2 separate regions of the Anas platyrhynchos genome follow, and region 2 is linked to region 1. A link is a contact called in public Hi-C data. All regions are on one chromosome and are shown on one strand. Each heading gives the region's core, a stretch centred on a gene start, on an enhancer-like site or on the middle of the called end of the contact. The rest is flanking DNA. Distances are from core to core; before and after follow the strand shown.

The links. A called contact is a pair of places that touch in the nucleus more often than the background predicts.
Region 2: a contact with region 1 is called in a Hi-C map of subcutaneous adipose tissue, with 2.0 times the contacts expected there. The contact joins the enhancer-like site here to the promoter of SKIDA1 in region 1. A contact is called at or near these places in 4 of 8 Hi-C or Micro-C datasets (F1 follicle, liver, skeletal muscle and 1 more).

Annotation. Positions count from the first base shown.
Region 1 is chr2:140,307,394-140,311,000 of IASCAAS_PekinDuck_T2T, reverse strand. It overlaps SKIDA1 (SKI/DACH domain containing 1), which reads left to right and starts at 1,804. Exons shown (of 2, transcript XM_072033693.1): 1 at 1,804-2,100.
Region 2 is chr2:140,518,486-140,522,092 of IASCAAS_PekinDuck_T2T, reverse strand. All of the region lies in intron 1 of DNAJC1 (DnaJ heat shock protein family (Hsp40) member C1), which reads left to right. Among named protein-coding and RNA genes, the nearest start is that of DNAJC1, 24 kb to the left of the region's middle. Within about 2 kb of position 2,017, at least 2 of the 8 cell types and tissues checked have an H3K27ac peak or open chromatin away from gene starts, as enhancers often do. A contact at or near this core is called in subcutaneous adipose tissue, where this site is marked.

The DNA of each region.
Region 1 (3,607 bases), core at 555-3,054:
GTCTAATTAAAAATGCAAACTTTTAGGAGCCTTTCAGAACAAAGCCTCACCAAATCCCCTTTACGTCCAAGGATTTGCAAATTTATAAAGGCTGCATTGAATTCAGCATGGGTCAAGGGGCAAAAAAAGGGTAGAAGGTCACTGCATTTTGATTATGGGTCAGTAAACAACATGGCATGTAGTATGTGTCCAGAAACTCCTGCTAAAAAAGTATTTTAAAACTACCGGGAGTAGCAAGCTCAAGAAATAGCCTTAGCTCGCGACCATTAAAATTTGCACAAAATTCGAAGGCGCAAGGGACGCCCCAGCCCCCACGGATAAATTACAACTTAAAAAGCACTCGGCAGAATTCGACATTGCCGCTTTGTTTAGGAAAAAAAAAAAAAAAAAAAGGAAAAAGGAAAAAAAGGGAAAAGAAAATACCCAGTGAAACTCCTAGGCATAGCGGTGTTGGCCAGATTATGATTTTTTGTTCGGGCTGATGGTTGGCATTTCTTTGTCCTACATTTTTAGGAGATTTAGTTATACGTTCTCATTTGTTGTCACACCAGAATTTACGGCAAATTTTACGTACTACAGTCACATTTGGCTGACTTTAAAATAGCAGAAGGATCCCATTATACTGTTCTTTGACCCTATTATATTTACGTTACTGGACTCTTTGTGATAGCCTCTAGCTGCTTTCTGTGTCCTCCTTGAGCAAAATATGCACAGCGATATCTAAAAGCAGGGTATAGGGCTAGAAAAGAAGTTCTCATTTGCAATCTATATTTCTGCCCAGAGCCGGGAAAGCAAAAGGTTTATTTAATGCTTGTCAATACCTGGAGACGTGGCCCAGCACTTAACAAATAATAATAAATAATAATAAGACTCTAATAATGTGGCAATCCTAGTGTGAAAATGCACGTGACCTCTTAGGTTTTCCTGAAGATTTTCAAAAGATTTCTCCCCATTAGTACAACTGCTGGTGGACATCGCTGTTGCATTTCCCAACTCCACGTTTAAAAGACTGTAAATGGTGTGTGCATTACTTCATTGCAGAAGGAAGAGGTCAGGCTGAATTGCGCTGGTATTTAAACATAATCATCCTATGAAAATAAATCAAAACATCGCGTAAAAGGAGCATTTCAAACGCTACGTGCATTTTCTTTCTGGAACAATGTGGTTAAGCGCTTCCCCGCGAGCACGTATATTTTAACACAAGTTTACCAAAATGAAAGTATGCGATTCCCAATAAATGGGAATAGGTCCACGGCGAGCGATTATGAATATTATTTTTTCTCTTTCTTTCCTAATGAGGTTTATCCTTCGGCCAGACAGCTTCAAGACTGAAACGCTACTGCCTATAGAGTGGAGATTGCAGATTGCACGCTACTCAACGTGAAAAGGAGCACGTTTGATTGATAGTCCCGGGGTGTGTGTGTGTGTGTGCCCTGTGCTCACAACTCCGCGGAGTTGCATGCATGTGGATTTGGCAAAAGCGGGCATCTCCGGGCCTCCTTATCTGCAGAAAGGCGAGCCAAACCTCCATGCCTTTAATCATGTGCATCTTTGATCGCGACTGAGGGGGACACCGGCCACGGAATTAACAAAGAAACTCCCTCGTTTTCCAGAGAGGGCCACACGTCCGGCCGGCTGCGCGCACACATGCACAGCACACCGCCACGCAGGCGTCCACGCAGGCTGCGAGCGAGTAAATTAGTGCCTAACTTTGCACCTAATTGCTACCAGACACCTCGATTTTTTTTTTTCATTCTTTTTTTTTTTTTTTTTTAATTTTAATCCTTTCGGCCGCCTTGCGCGTTCCCAAGCCCGGCCGTAAACGTGGCTCGCTATTGATCGCCGTTCCCCTGCGTGCGTGCAAATCCATCTGAAAGTCCCTGCCTCGCGTGTGCGTGTGCAAGGGGCCCCCGGCGGCCCTTTATCAGGCTCTCCCCCGGCGGGCTCCAAGACGACCCCGGATGCACAAACGCGTGCTGCTGGCCCGGGGAGAGCCGCCTGGTTCGCCTCGCACACAAAAACCCGCTGGAGAAGTAGAGAAACAGAGGGCTCCGGGGGAGCCGGGGAGAGGGATGCGGCTCAGAGGGTGTGCGGGTGCCTGTAAGTACGGGGGGCGGCTCGCACCGCCCGCAGCCCCTCTCCCCTTCGACCCGGAGGCTCAGGGCTGTGCCTAGCCGGGAGCGGAGCTCGGCCAAATAGCCGCTCCTGCTCCGAGGCGTTGGATAGCGCCGGAATGAAGCAAACAAAAAGGAGGCATTTTTGAAATAGTTGCCGGATCCCGCTGCCAGGCTGTCAGCTGCAGGGACTGCGGGCGGCCCTGCCTGCGAGCCCCCGCACAGGAGCCCAAAGCACCCCAAATGCCTGCAAACGAATGGCTTTGCAGCCCAGAGGGGCTTTTTTCCCCCTTTTTTTTTTCTTTTTTCTTTTTTTATTTTTCTTTTTATTTTTTGAAGGGGGGGGGGGCGTTTTGTGTTTTTCTTGTTTTCTTTTTCTCTATTTTTTTCCTTTTTTTTTTTTTTTTTTTTTTTTTTACGTCTGCTGAAAAGCTTTCCCGGACTTTACTGCTCCCTCACTGTTGACTCCCTAGCCTTAACCTTAAAGCAGGGGGAGGAGAGCAGCGGGGAGGGGGGTGGTGTGTGTGTGTGTGTGCGGGGAGGGGGGGGGTGTTGGCGGCGTATAAGTACATCAGGAGGAATTTTGAAACGACCCTTATTGTCTCTCGCTCTAGAAAGACCACGGTGGTTCCTTTTTAACGGGAGCAGCTGTTTTCCCTCGCAACTTCGCTCGCAGCCCCCCGAGCACGGCTCGATGCCTCTCTCCCGAAAGGCGCACGCTGCTCCAGCCAGCTGCAGCGCCGGCTGCCCCGGCGGCTGGCATTAGCTGCGACGAGGCATTGTTCCCCGCTGCCTCTCGGGCGCGTTTCAAGGCTGAAATATCACGAGATCCACCCAGTGAAGCCTTTGCTAATTCGAGGGACGAAATGTAATTCGCTCTAGCTCCGGTTTCTCGGACGGGAAGGCTCTCCTTAGCTTCCCGAGGGGAGAAGTAGCCACCGCGGTTTCGCGCACACATGGATTAAGTTGAACAGCGGCGATTTTTTACATCTGCGCGGAGAGAGCAACAGTAGTCCAAGGCTGACTTTCCTAAATCTCTGCCCTCCGAGTTAGAGGCTCCCTTCAATAGACTTCCTCAATTTCCGGATGCACTCCTCGAAATTCCCAGGTCTCTCTAGAATTCCTGCGAAACTGGGGGCTCGCCTGCATTTCGCCTTGGCATGCGAGGCTGCCTCTTTGGCAGGGCGATCTCGCTCTTTATTTTAGCTCTACCTGACGGGGTAACGCGAACTCCCCGCACCATGTTGCCAATACACGGAGTGGATATTGACATTTGGAATTGAAGCCTTTTTTTTTTTTTTCCTCCTTCCCTCTCTCTCTCTCTTTTTTTTTTTTTTTTTTTTTTTTTTTTTGCCAAGTCCCAGAAATCTGAGATGTCTCATTAATCTCACGGATATGTCTAATTCTGGATGTGCAGCGATACATAAAAGTGCTCGTGTTTGCAGCCAGTTGAGCGCTGGATGCACGGCAGAGCTTGGTGATTTTTTTCTTTT
Region 2 (3,607 bases), core at 768-3,267, 210 kb before region 1:
GATGCTAGGCAAGTCGTTTAAATGAAACTTTTCCCAAGTGGTGACTAATTGATTTGAGTGCTCTGCAATTCTGGTTGCATAATTTGAGGTACTAGGGGCTGATATGCAGAAAAACTGAGGGCTTGCAGCTGCAGCTGAAGTCGATTAAAGTCTGTGCCCAGGCTGTATGGAGTGGTGTTTGATACCAAGCGCTCAGCAAAATCCTATCTGAGATAAAAATTAGCACCTGAGATGGCTGAAGATTTTACCTTAGTCTGTGCCTCATTTTGCAATGCATTTAAAAAAAAAAAGTATAAAAAAAATATTGCAATGTATTAAAAAAAGGAAAGTATGCACACTTATCTTAATGATGCTACAAAGGTGAATAATGTTATTGATGGACTCTGATGCCATTGTGATGGGCTTCAAAACAAATAACCACGTCTTGGGAGCGTGTTTGAATAGCATGCAGCTACGAGTGGATGAGGCCACACATGAACAAACGTGTGGAGAGAAATCCTGAATAGCTGCTGGCTGGGGAAGCAGCCGTCCTCTGTGCGACGCATAAAGGCAGGGCGGCGGAGCAGTGGGGAAAGGCTGGAGTCCCTTTCCATGGAAACACCAAGCTCTCCCCAAATCTCCTTTACCTGTTCAGAATAATCATTGTCACGTTTCTGTTACCCCTTAATTTTTAAACTGTAAGTTTAGAATTTAAAGAAATCAATCTTTTAACAATCCCACTCTTTTAAACAGTTATTTCTCTCGCTGCTTACTAAAAAAACAAACCAAACCAACACCCAAAAAATAAGGTACCAACTTTTCTCCTGATAACAAAAGAGAACTGAAATAGAGCTTGACCAAAACTTTTTATCCTTTCGGTCTGTTTGCCAACAGCATGCTCTTTGTTGACATTGCCACAGGGTATTCGGCTCCCACTGCTGGCATCTGCCGGACTGCTCGGGGTTTGTGTGGGACTAATTGGGAGAGGGAAGCTCGACAAGGAAACGCTCATTCCAGTCCCGTTTCTGCCTGCTTACTCAGTTTCTTTGCCCCGCAGCAAGTATTTCTTTTATTTTGGCCAGTGACACTTGCTGTGACTTACTCTTCCAGAAATAATTTTGCAATATTTCTGCCACCGCTATTTGGTTTTTGTTTTGTTTGTTCTGACAAAGAGCCTTCCCCCGCCCCTAACAAGTTAGGAGAGGAAGAAATTGCATCTGGCTGATGCAATTTCTTGGATTCGATTCCACAGCTGAGGTTATGAGATAGAAGGAAACGTGGCTTTGGCCTGCGGTTTGTGCTTGTGGGGTTGTCAGTAACGGAATGCTTTTTCCACGTAGTAGCTTGCAGCTTTATTCCTTTCTTCTCTACCTGTGGCAAAAGTTACTAAATATTCTCGCCTGCCTGTTGATCTTTCATCAAGTCCTGACTTTCTGTTTATAACTTCTGGGGAAGAACCCATGTTAAAATACTGTATGGTAATTTATCTTTGATTCACTTATGTCCCGTGGTCACAAAACTTTTCCTATGGCTTTTGGTTTTGAAACAGTCTACGTTTGTCAGTGCTTCTTCTAGAGACCGTGGTATCAGAGTTTTATCTGCTGACTTGCACTGTTATCTTTAATGCTGATAATCCCGTAATCCTATGTTGAGAGGCAAGTAAATGAATTAGTAATAGTCACTATCTTCTGCGGTCAGTTGGCTGAAACAGATTTCTCATAGCGTAGTTAATGGCATGTAACCTGTGCCAAGTTTTTATTGCTGTTCACTCAACTGGTAATTCTTCTTTTCCATAGGCATAGAAAAATGCACGCTCTTCCCCTTTATTTTGATCTTTCCTCCTTTTGCAGTTTGTCTTGCTACCAGCTCTGCTCAGCCAACTTTCTGCTTCCTGCAGTCGGCTGCTGCCTCCAGATTGAGGAGCTCTCCTTCCAGTGCCAGGACAAAATGCCTCTTATCTGCTTGTTGCTTGGGCTCGTGATGGGGAGGAAATGAAAACGGGGAGGGAGCAAACAGATACGTTCCTTATGACGAGAATGGGGCTCTATGGGTGAATGAGAGACGAGGGGAGGCAACTACGGTCCCTCCAAACGCTGCCTTTTCCTATCAGTGACTGAAAAATGGCCGTACATTTGCTCCATTACTTTGACTTCAGAGGGTGAGAACTATTATTTTGTCTCTCTCAGCCCTGTGACAGTGCTGACAGGCTACTTAGCTTCCCAGCAAAAAAGGCTCGTTTGCACTGAATTATCTTAAAGTCTGGGTGAGGAGAGGAGCAGGCACGTGTGCGCTCATACACGTGTTTGGTACCCGCTGCCTTCTGTACCCTCCGCATGTGAGTAGTGCCTGGAGGTCTTGCTCTGGTCTTCTGCCTCTTGCAGACCAGGAGGTTTGCAGTTTATGGATCTGAATGAATGAATTCCCTCCTTTCCTGGCACAAACAGGGTGCCTCCAAGGTAGTACTGGAAAAGAACAGTAACTCCTTGCAGGGAATGGCTTTATGAAAAGCAGGAAAGTGATCTTCCTGCCTCCCACTTGGGCATGTGCAACTTTCTGCCTCTCACTAGGGTTCAGTGCAAGCACTTGGATTTAAAAAACATAGAGGGCAATTCAGGGAACAGTGTGCCACTGTGTGTAACAGTGTCTGCCTACAGCTGCCATAAATTTTGAGAGGTGAGTATCTTTCTTCAGGTGTACTTGGCTTGTTCACACTGGAAATAATGTCAAACAGGCATTTTAAGCAACCATAATACCAATTTCCATACAAAGTCACTAGTGAATGGGAAGGGCTGTCTTCAGTTCAGTTCCATCACAAGTCATGGCATATATATGTTTTTTTAAATAAGGGCAAGATTTTTTTAATGAAAAATAATTTAGTTTTGTTTTACTTCAGCTTTCAGTGATGTATAAATTCAATGTGTGTGAGAGAGTTTTAATTGACGGTTCCTAATGATAAGCTTGATTTCTTTATGCAGGTTCCTTTGAACATTCCTTGGCTAGTTTATGGCCCATAAAGACCTGTCAGCTTTTGTGAATGGTCATTTGGGATGTCCTCTGCTTTCTGCCGTGTCCCTTTATCAGATGTGCCTTGCTGTATGCCATCAAACTGTGAGCTGCAGTCAGGCAGTGCTCCTGCTTTCAGCTCACCCTGTTAGGAGGGTGGCAACTTTTAGCAAAGCGGTGGGCCATAGTAATAGGAAATCTGTTAAGCTTATTGGAGTTTAACTGAGATGGTTTTTTATTAGGGTTTAGGCTGGGTTGTGTCTTACAGAAATTTTGCTGACGCTGGCATCTGTACTACAGAGAGTGATGGAGGGCATTCCTATATTCTTTCAAGGAGGCTATGTACTAACTCAGCAGTGAATTACTATATGGGTAGTGGCATGTTACAACCTCCCTGAGGTCTTCTGAGTCCCGAGGTAGTAATAGCTCATTAAAATGGTAGTTAATGAGTATAAAGGGATCATTATGCAACTCCTTTACGTGGTGGGTAGGGCTAAATCCTAACTAGTTCAGTAGAAAGTGGTCTAAATAAAGATGGAAGGAATTTGATAAATGCTGCTGGTAGTTCTTTATAAACCTAGCTATTTACAGCAATGCATTTGGAAAAAAAAACAACACCCTCAAA